2 separate regions of the Callithrix jacchus genome follow, and region 1 is linked to region 2. The links are chromatin contacts, called in public Hi-C maps. All regions are on one chromosome and are shown on one strand. The core of a region is the stretch at or near the end of the contact, and the rest is flanking DNA. Distances in the headings are between cores, read along the strand shown. Region 1 overlaps RAD51B (RAD51 paralog B). Region 2 overlaps RAD51B (RAD51 paralog B).

Region 1 (4,812 bases), core at 1,702-4,201, 190 kb before region 2:
CAAGGACTCTCCAAATGTCTTCTTTGGGTGAGTTCAACTTGTACAAAAGTTCTTGGAAAAGATGCAGATGCACTGCAACTAAGTAGAGAGGAAAGCCGTAAAGCAAAGGGAAATGTCTTCACTGATGAAAAATCTCCACTGATGAAAAATATCAATGTAATTTTTACGGGAATTCTTTTATATAGTGTTCTGCACACCGTAATTCATGGGGCTTTTGTTTATTCATATAAAGGATAAATATTTGGGTGTTTAAAGCTTCTATAAAATATTAAAGATAGTTAAAAAAGGGAAATGTATGAATCACAGTCATGATATAAATAACTTTCAGTAATTCATTTCCAGACAATTCACACATTAATACTGACTTCAAGATCACACATTAACACTGACTTCAAGAAAATACTACTGAATATGAGATGCTCAGAATACCCAATTATAAAATATCTATTTTAAATGATTAAAAAAAAAATTTTTGGTTTTTTTGAGACGGAGTTTCGCTGTTGTTACCCAGACTGGAGTGCAATGGCATGATCTCGGCTCAACGCAACCTCCCCCTTCTGGGTTCGAGTAATTCTGCCTCAGCATCCCAAGTAGCTGGGACTACAGGCACACACCACCATGCCCAGCTAATTTTTGTATTTTTAGTAGAGACGGGGTTTCACCTTGTTGACCAGGATGTTCTAGATCTCTTGACCTCGTGATCCACCCGCCTCGGCCTCCCAAAGTGCTGGGATTATAGGCATGAGCCACCGCACCCGGCCTTTAAATGATTATTTACACATATCACATTTTTCTGTGAATGGCAGATTTTTGTAATAACTTGTTAAACATAATATATGTAACAGGTACTTTATATAGGTTATATGATTTAATACCCACAATAACCCTAAAGTATTCTTGTTACTTGTGCCATATTACAGAGGAGAAAACAAGTCCCCAAAAGCTTTGGTTCCTTGCCTAATTTACCCTGCCAGTAGGTGGCAGAACAAGATATTCAAATCCGGAACTGTCCAGCTTCAAAGCCTGTACCCTTTCCAATAGGATACACTCTCTGATGGAGTTCTCACTGGTGATTTGGAAAATTACTATGGAGCACAGGTGTTATAACAGAAAATGACTAGACAATAGATCAGAAGGCTTGTGAGCCTCGCTGTGGCATGTGTGTAACTTTGGTCTAATCATGTTCCTGGCCAGGCACGGTGGCTCATGCCCGTAATCCCAGGACTTTGGGAGTCCCAGGCAGGCTGATCATGAGGTCAGGAGTTCCAGTTCAGACTGGCCAACATGGTGAAACCCTGTCTCTACTAAAAAATACAAAAATTAGCTGGGCATAGTGGCTGGCGCCTGTAATCCCAGCTACTTGGGAGGCTGAGGTAGGAGAATTGCTCCAACCGGGACCCGGGAGGCAGAGGTTGCAGTGAGCTGAGATCACGCCACTTCACTCCAGCATGGGCTACAGAGCGAGACTCCATCTCAAAAAAATAAATCATGTTCCTTCTGTAGGCTTTTTCTTATCTATTAATACAAAACAGGGAGTTTGAACAGTTAATATTGAATGGCTCGTCCAGCTCTAACGTTTTACCATAATGATTCTATGAATTGTAGACCATGCAAAATCATGTAATAAGAAAATGAGTAACAAAATGTTTAACTGCATATTTGAAATAATAAAGCCAAACAGGTCAAAGACTCAGGACATTATACAGGCAGAAATGGAAAAAGAAAATGGCTTTGTAGTGCTATAGTCCCAAAATGAATAAAAAAGACTTTATATAGTATAAAGTTAAATAAGATCCTATCAAAAAAGATTTTTATCAAATTCACCTGTTTGAATTTAAAATCAATTAACATTTTAATTATTTTAAATAAAACACAAAATACAGACATGAGAAAACATAGACAAACCCCAACACAAATATGCTTTGAGGTTGTTTTTTTTTTTCTTTTTGTACTAGCTTCTGAAGATGATATGGAGTTCCTTTTAAATAAACAGAAATGTGGGTTGGCATTGTCAGGTATAGGGCAAGACAGTTGATGAAGTTTCCAGAAAGAGAAGCAGAGAACAACTCATTGTATCTCAAAAAAGCTCTACTGGTCGACAAAAGACAATGCTCCACTACAAAACACAATGACTGTGGGAGATTTTCATCTTGTTTTGCTTTCAGTACGCAGGCTACAAAGTCAGTCTGTGCAGAGTGCAATCATTTAAAACCTTCATAGTACATGGCGCTTTCCTATATTCAGCCAAGATTCTTCAATCAGGCTTCCTGAGATTCTTCCTTGGTTTTCTACAATGATGAGAACCAAGTGCCTCTTTGCTCAGCTACCATCACTAAGAGCCAACATGGAGACAAGCTCTGGGGGGAAACAACACAGGCCAGAGGTGAAAGTACACCAAAAACTAGTTTCTCCAACAGCTGGGGCTAGACAGACAGCAAATGGCCAAGAGCTCTCTGAGCCTTAGGAGGCCAGTGGTTTGGGATGAACTGTCAAAACTGAGAAAGGGTCAAGTTTCTAGGCTTGTGAAAAAGAACAGAGGCTCTGGTTATACATCTTAAGTTTTCTCATTAGATAAATATGTTTTATGTGGGGGGGTGGCGGGAAAGACAAAGAGCAGCCTGGCAAAACAACCTTAGACAACCAAATCTTCCACAGGATTTTCACAGACAGAAAGGCTGAGTAATGTAGAGGAGAAAAAAAAATCCCCGAACATGAAGGGAGGGAGGAAAAATTAAAGCCATCACTTCTAACATTTGCCAAGGAAGGAGAGTGAGAACACTGTTCAGACAGTCCATAAACCAGGTATAAGTGACTTTTGGTTCTGATAGAGTCCACACACACTTACAATACCCTTCCACCAATGCCAACCACCCTGTGCTTCCTCTGAAGGTTGCAGCTGCTTTTCAAAGCCCCCAGAAAGCAACAGGCAGAATACAGTGACAGCTGGAAGGAAGGAGATTAGGCAAGGACTTGGCTTAAATAGAAGTGTAGCCAAAAGGCACACATATAAAGAGAGAGAGACAATTATCCTGTGTGGTTTGTGTGTGTGGTGTGGGGGAAACTCAAAATAAGAACTAGCCAAAGTTCTGGTCTTGACAGCCTGAAGGGTTTGGCAAGCACAGCCTTTCTCATGGCAGGCGGGCCAGGAAATGAAGCTTTCAGCTGTCTATTTCAATGTTTTGCTCACTGTCACCATTTTCATGTTCGGCCGCTGGACTGTTTGTATTTTCTTCTTCTTTGGGGATTAGCACATAAGTGTGGACAAAGTCCATTTTGGTCATTCAGGACTCTGCCATGTACCATTTCCTTCCACACCATTATCTGTCAACTAGGGACTTAAAGAACAAGAAATCCTGACAGAGAACTAAACAAACTATGATATTAGATTATCTGTAAAAGACCTTTGAGATATCTTACTCGGCCTTATTTTACAGATGGGGACACTAATAGCAGCTAAGAGAAGATGACATGCTAAAATCACACTAAAACTTAGAGAGTGGCAAAGTTGGGACAAATACCTGGCTCTCTCATCCTCATCCAGCCAGTAACCTGTCCACAAAAATCACAGTGTTCCTTTAGGACTCCATCTCAGACAGCATAATCATTTTCCCCCAACCCCTTTTTTAGTGGAGACTTGATAAAAACTGTGATGTGTTCTGACTCTCTGATCAATAATTTGCATGTAAGTTTGGTAAATAATCATCCAAACTTTGTGGTCTCCAAAAAGAGAAACAAATGTGGAAGCATACAACTAACAGCACTCAGAGAAAAGACCCAAACTAAAACCAAGTAAAATACATGACATAAAAACTAGCTTCATAACACTTAGATTCCTACTTTTACTTATTATACATAATTATCACTATTATTAAATCATTATGATAATGCAGCTACCCAAATAAACTATGGCCTCTGTTTATCCTGTTATGTTGATCTACAAAACAGCAAGTCAATTTTAGACCTTGGAGATGTCTTTTAAATTAAACTAAGCATGTATTTAAAATATTGTATTTCTAACTCCAGGAACAAATTTAAATATAGAAGATAATATTTTCATTTGAAAGAAAGACGAACATGCAGAATGAAAAGTTACTTTCAACCAAATTAAACCTATATTATAGAAATCATTTCACAATTTTTTTGCCAATGGAAATAATTTCTGATGTTGACAGAAATCACATATTCAGAAATACATAATCCTTAAAAGGCTTAAAAGAGTCTAACTCTGAAAAGAAGTTTGAGAGTGGAGGGGTAGGTATATATAAACCAATCTGCATGTAAGGTCATAACAGAGCAATCTATATTCTTTCCTCAAACTGTGGTTTCTTGTACTCCAAAAAAATTTTTTCTTCTGGTACTATAGAAATCATGCTACATGACATGTTTTTAAACCACTTCATTAACTAGTTAAAAGTTAAATTAACTAATGTTTCCTTATTGATATTCATTTCAATTTAACAGATAGTCTTTAATAGTTTTACCAAGCATCATATAATTCTGGGAATAAGGAGATGAAAGGATGCTTCTGACATAAAAGTACTCAAAATTAACTGGGGGAACCAACATATGAATAGAACGACCCTGAGTTGTAAGTCTTGTGATAAAAGATGCTTTGAAAGCACATGGGAGGGGCCACAGGCCAGCACGGGAAGGTCTAGGAAGGCCAAATGAAGAAAGCGACACCTGGCCGGGCACGGTGGCTCAAGCCTGTAATCACAGCACTCTGGGAGGCCGAGGTGGGCGGATCACGAGGTCGAGAGATCAAGACCATCCTGGTCAACATGGTGAAACCCCGTCTCCAATAAAAATACA
Region 2 (4,971 bases), core at 1,439-3,938:
CTTTCTTCTTAAGTGGGCCCGAATTCATTATAACCCAAGTATCATAATAGGAACCAACATGTTTACCTCTATACATTAGAGGAAAGAGGTACAGTAATAATAACAAACCTTTATTGAGGGCTTACTGTAGGTCAAATAGTATTCTAAGTGCTTAAGCAAAATAAAGATTCCATAGATAAAGCTTCAAAACCATTTACTCCACTCACATCAGTGAAAATGACTGCTGTTTATTTATTTTGTGGTTGTTGTTTGTTTGTTTGTTTGAGACAGGAGTTTCACTGTTGTTACCCAGACTGGAGTGCAATGGCACAATCTTGGCTCACTGCAACCTCCGCCTTCTGGGTTCAAGCAATTCTCCTGCCTCAGCCTCCGGAGTAGCTGGGACTACAGGCGCGCACCACCATGCCCAGTTAATTTTTGTATTTTTAGTAGAGACGGGGTTTCACCTTGTTGACCAGGATGGTCTCAATCTCTTGACCTCGTGATCCACTCGCCTCGGCCTCCCAAAGTGCTGGGATTATACGCGTCTGAGCCACTGTGCCCAGACTGTTTATTTGTTTTACATGGATATACCACCATGCAAATAAAACCAAGCATCTTGAGGAAAAGAGCTGTAATTCACTGTTCTTTTAAAATAAATGGATGTCAACTCCACAGCCAGTGGTAAAAAATGATTTGATGGATGGATGGATGGATGGATGGATGGATGGATGGAAGGAAGGAATAATAGACAAATGGATGGATAAAGATGGCCAGCCCACGGCGCCTATGACAGTACCCATCATATTTTTTAACCCACAGGGTCTTTTTCATTACAAAGATGTACCTTTAGCCAGAAAACTCAACATATTAAGGAAATCTCCAGTTAATTCAAAACCTCCTTCTTCCTCCCTAAGTGTATATTTAGGGAGCACAAAGAAAAAAGTTTTAAAAGGTCACTTATAAACATGGTTTGTCTCCAATATAAGAAAATGTGTATTAGTACAAGCCTCATAACTTACATATCTAAATAAGTGATGTTTGTGAAATGTATCAACCAAGAACTAATCTAATACTACTAGTACACAAAAATTTTTTGCAATTTCTCATTGGTAATTTCCTTTAGAGTCTGTTTTGAAAGCAATAAAAGAAAATATGTTTTACTACTTTACATTTTATTTATTATATTTAATATATTTCAGTCTATTAGTTTGACTACCCATCTTACTCATCACACTCGGCTCTAAATGACAGTTGACTGTTTCAAAATTCAAAACAGCCTACAAAAGAAAGACCTGCCACCACAGAAAACTGACAAAAGAACTTACCAAGAAAGAAGTATGCATTAAATGGGTATATATCTTCTACGACCATTTTGAGAGAAACAACATTCATTTGGATACACTACTGCTGACATTTAAAAAGAAAGAAACTCGGGCATCATATTTTTAAGTCACTGAATTTTATAACTGCAACTATTCCCATATAGTTTTCATTTGTTATACATATCAATGTTCTCTGTCTTAAGTCTTCCTTTCATAAAACTGTAAAGACTCTGTAGTCTTCTTGGAAGACTTGGCAGGCTTTGAAACTTCAACGCATTGACGTTACTCCTGCTACTTCACATAAACCTTCACTTTAAGTTCAGTGTGTCTGCCACCATATTGCTCAATTCTTCTACTATTCCAAATGCTCTGAAGCAGCTTCCAAGAAATCCTTGTTTGGATCAGCAAAAACAATTTGATGTCATCAGCAGATTTCACCATTTCCTTCTGGAGTCATTAAAACACTAAACAAGCACGATCTTGGTATCAATCCTTGGGTTTCCTATCATTAACTTCTCTCCAGCTGAAGTCAAGCTATTCTCTCTACATTGTGATTTCCAAAATAGGACCAGGATGTGTTTATGTGCTAGAAGTGTACACATTGATGGATTTTTATAATGAAAGTTGCAGAATGCATTATGAAAGTAAAAGGGGGAAAATCCCAAAAGCCAGAGAAATCAGCAAAGAGAAGCAGCTCCTAGTTGAGTTGTCTCATCCAAGCATACTGCCTCGTATTTAACTGATTCTTAAACCTCGACAGGATTTTAACCTTTCCCCACCAATTACTTATTTCTGTTATAATTATACGAGAGACTTTATTAAACACATTTGAAAATTCTCTGTGAATTATAACCAGCAGGTCTAACTACTTTATTCACTTTTCCTCTCTTTACTACATTTAAAGAGAGAAAAGCAAAGAGTCCCTACCCAGAAAGTAAAAAAGCAAACAGTTTTCTACCCAAACTGGTCTGTACTCTGAACAAGAGAAATCACTCTTTCTTTTATTGAAGTGCAAATCTGTTTGAAGCGTTCATTCTGCTTTCCCAGCCTGCTCTCTGCAGCTGCATAAAAGATGAGACTTGGGAATAAAAGAAAACTAGGCTGGGGCCAAAAAGCAATACTGTCCATATGCAAACTCACTCAAAGAGCAGTAGTTTCTGTACATCCCTTCCCACTGCTTCCATTCTAGCAGACCCCTAGCCAAAAGGAGGAGTGACTGTGCTATATCTGTATGTCCAATCCTGTTCAAAACAACTTCTTATATGAAATCAGGGGAAGGATAAGTTTACTAAACCCCCAGTTCTGACAGAGAGCATGAGGCATTCTCAGGGTCAACTTTTAGCTCTAAGCTGGCTGGAATTAGGCAAGTTTAAGAGAGCAATAGGGAGAGTCTAACAGGTCTCTTACAATGCTTGTGACAGAGGCATAGCAGCAGGGAGTAGAAATCACTTTACCTATCTTACCCCATGCAAAATTAAGGCAAAATCTTCCTCCATGCCAAATCTGCAACAGACTTTCAGAATGTCTAGAAACCCATTAGCCTACATGCAAGGGTATCAGGTAACCTTATAATCCCAGCATTCTCCTCAGGCCAGCAGTGAACCACACACAATTGAAAAAGTTCACCACCTCAAAAAAGAACTCTGCTGGGATCAGAAGGGTATTCTCAAGGGTTTTGAATTAGATGTCATTATAACTCCATGTTATTTTTAATACCCTTCTTCGGATTTTGCTCCACACAGAATTCCCAAGTTACAGAAGGACCATGAACAATGTCCAGATGTATAAAATGCAAAAATACTTCCCTCCTACTTGTGGATTCCAAGATAAACACCACAAGAAGCACATGTGACTAAACTTAGAGCTCATTCCAAATTAAATACTGCATCATGTGCACAGTTTAGGGCTTAAAAAACAAAACCCCACAAATATTCTGCACGGTTCATAAGCCAGGCTTGGGCAAGCACATGACCACGTTATAAGAAGGAACCATGAATTGAAGAGTAGGGGTAAAGGGTGAGAAAAGTCTTAGTCAAAACCTTTCCCAGAAAATTGGTGCTGTTTTCAGTGAACATTTGTATAATGTGGGACACAGATGAAAGAGGAAACTATTTTTCTGTGCTTTTTTTTTTCCCTACTGACATCCTTATTTCTAAAACTGTCCACCAAATTGGGAAACTCTGCAAAGATTTCAAAATTCCGAGCCAAAGCCAAGCACAAACATCATTAAATACAGATACAAACACACACACTGAGGTAATGAGAACTTATATCTCTGACTGAGCAGACCAGACAGAATCTTCTGATATATAAGCTGAGTTCTGGACAGAGTACATGGAACCTTATGGGACAGACCAGGAGAGTCAGGCAATGTGAAAAGACCTCTCCACTAGTGTTACTGTGTTTCGAAAAAAAAGTAAAAAATAGATGGATAAAGTAAAAAGACAGCTAAGAGATAGTATAGCTAACCGGGTAAGTTCAGTTTTTCTCCCACAACTTAACCTAAGCAAAAGCTTTCAAGAAATTCAGACTGGGAAATGTTTAGTTACGGAAATATCTTTTTAAAAAAAAAACTACATAACATTTGACAGATGCACATATATGTAAAATATATGTAATGTTTGACAGATGTAACACTTGACAGATGCATATATATTTTACATATATATATTTTACTACATTTAAATAGAGAAAAGCTTTGTCAAATGTTACATAGTTTTATATATATAACTTTTGTTTTATGTTAGTTATATACATAAAACTATTGTTTTATATATATAGTTACATAGTTTTATATATATAACTTTTGTTTCATATATGTATAATGTGGGTTATGAAGCATAATTAAAGAATATATACCTAATGAACCCAGCACTGAATTTATGAATTAGAATATTTCCAATCTCCTATGGACTAAATGTTTGTGTCCTCCCAAAATTAATGTATTAAAACCCTAATCCCCAATGTAATGGTATTTAGACATAGGGCCTTTAGGTAGGTCATTAAGGTTAGATTAAATCTTGAAGTTGGAGTCTCTATGATGGGAACAGCCATGTGAGGACATAACCAGGAAGAGGCCACCCAACCGTGCTTCCACCCTGATCTCAGACTTCCAGCCTTCAGAACTGTGAGAAATAAATGTTGGTTATTTGAGCTACCTAATCTATATGGTAATTTGCTATAGCAGCCCAAGCTAACTAAAACACAATCCCAGCGAAGCTGCACATGGGCCTCTACCAAAAACCATCTTCCTGCCTCCATGCAATGATCATCACTATTCTGAATTGTGCATTTTTTTCATTCTTGTCTTTTTTTTTAAATAAAGTTCTTACCCTAACTGTTGGAGTTTTCTTTCTTTAAAGGAATTAGGTATTTCACTTACTACTGTCAATTTTATATACACTATCTAGCTTTGCAAGAATCTATATAAAAGCATGCACAATTTGGCTTCCTCCTTTTTAAGGCTAACATCCTAGAGTAAGATGACATATAATATATATTGGGTACATACATGTATTTAAAATGAATTTGGTATTCCCTTTTTTGCTCCTGTTTGTGTGTGTTTCCACATTAGAGGAGGGAAAATAGTAAAGCCTTTATCTAATATATCAGAAAAAAGTATCCACCTGTATGTCTGTCTTCCTCCCATTTTAAGTAATTCAAGATA

The links. A called contact is a pair of places that touch in the nucleus more often than the background predicts.
Region 1: a Hi-C map of skeletal muscle shows a contact between it and region 2, with 6 times the contacts expected there. The contact joins two enhancer-like sites. A contact is called at or near these places in 2 of 3 Hi-C or Micro-C datasets (both in skeletal muscle).

The regions. Positions count from the first base shown.
Region 1 is chr8:103,139,095-103,143,906 of calJac240_pri, reverse strand. All of the region lies in intron 6 of RAD51B (RAD51 paralog B), which reads right to left. Among named protein-coding and RNA genes, the nearest start is that of RAD51B, 310 kb to the right of the region's middle. Within about 2 kb of position 2,951, at least 6 of the 16 cell types and tissues checked have an H3K27ac peak or open chromatin away from gene starts, as enhancers often do. A contact at or near this core is called in skeletal muscle, where this site is marked.
Region 2 is chr8:102,943,753-102,948,723 of calJac240_pri, reverse strand. All of the region lies in intron 6 of RAD51B (RAD51 paralog B), which reads right to left. It also overlaps the pseudogene LOC103795813. Among named protein-coding and RNA genes, the nearest start is that of RAD51B, 110 kb to the right of the region's middle. Within about 2 kb of position 2,688, at least 8 of the 16 cell types and tissues checked have an H3K27ac peak or open chromatin away from gene starts, as enhancers often do. A contact at or near this core is called in skeletal muscle, where this site is marked.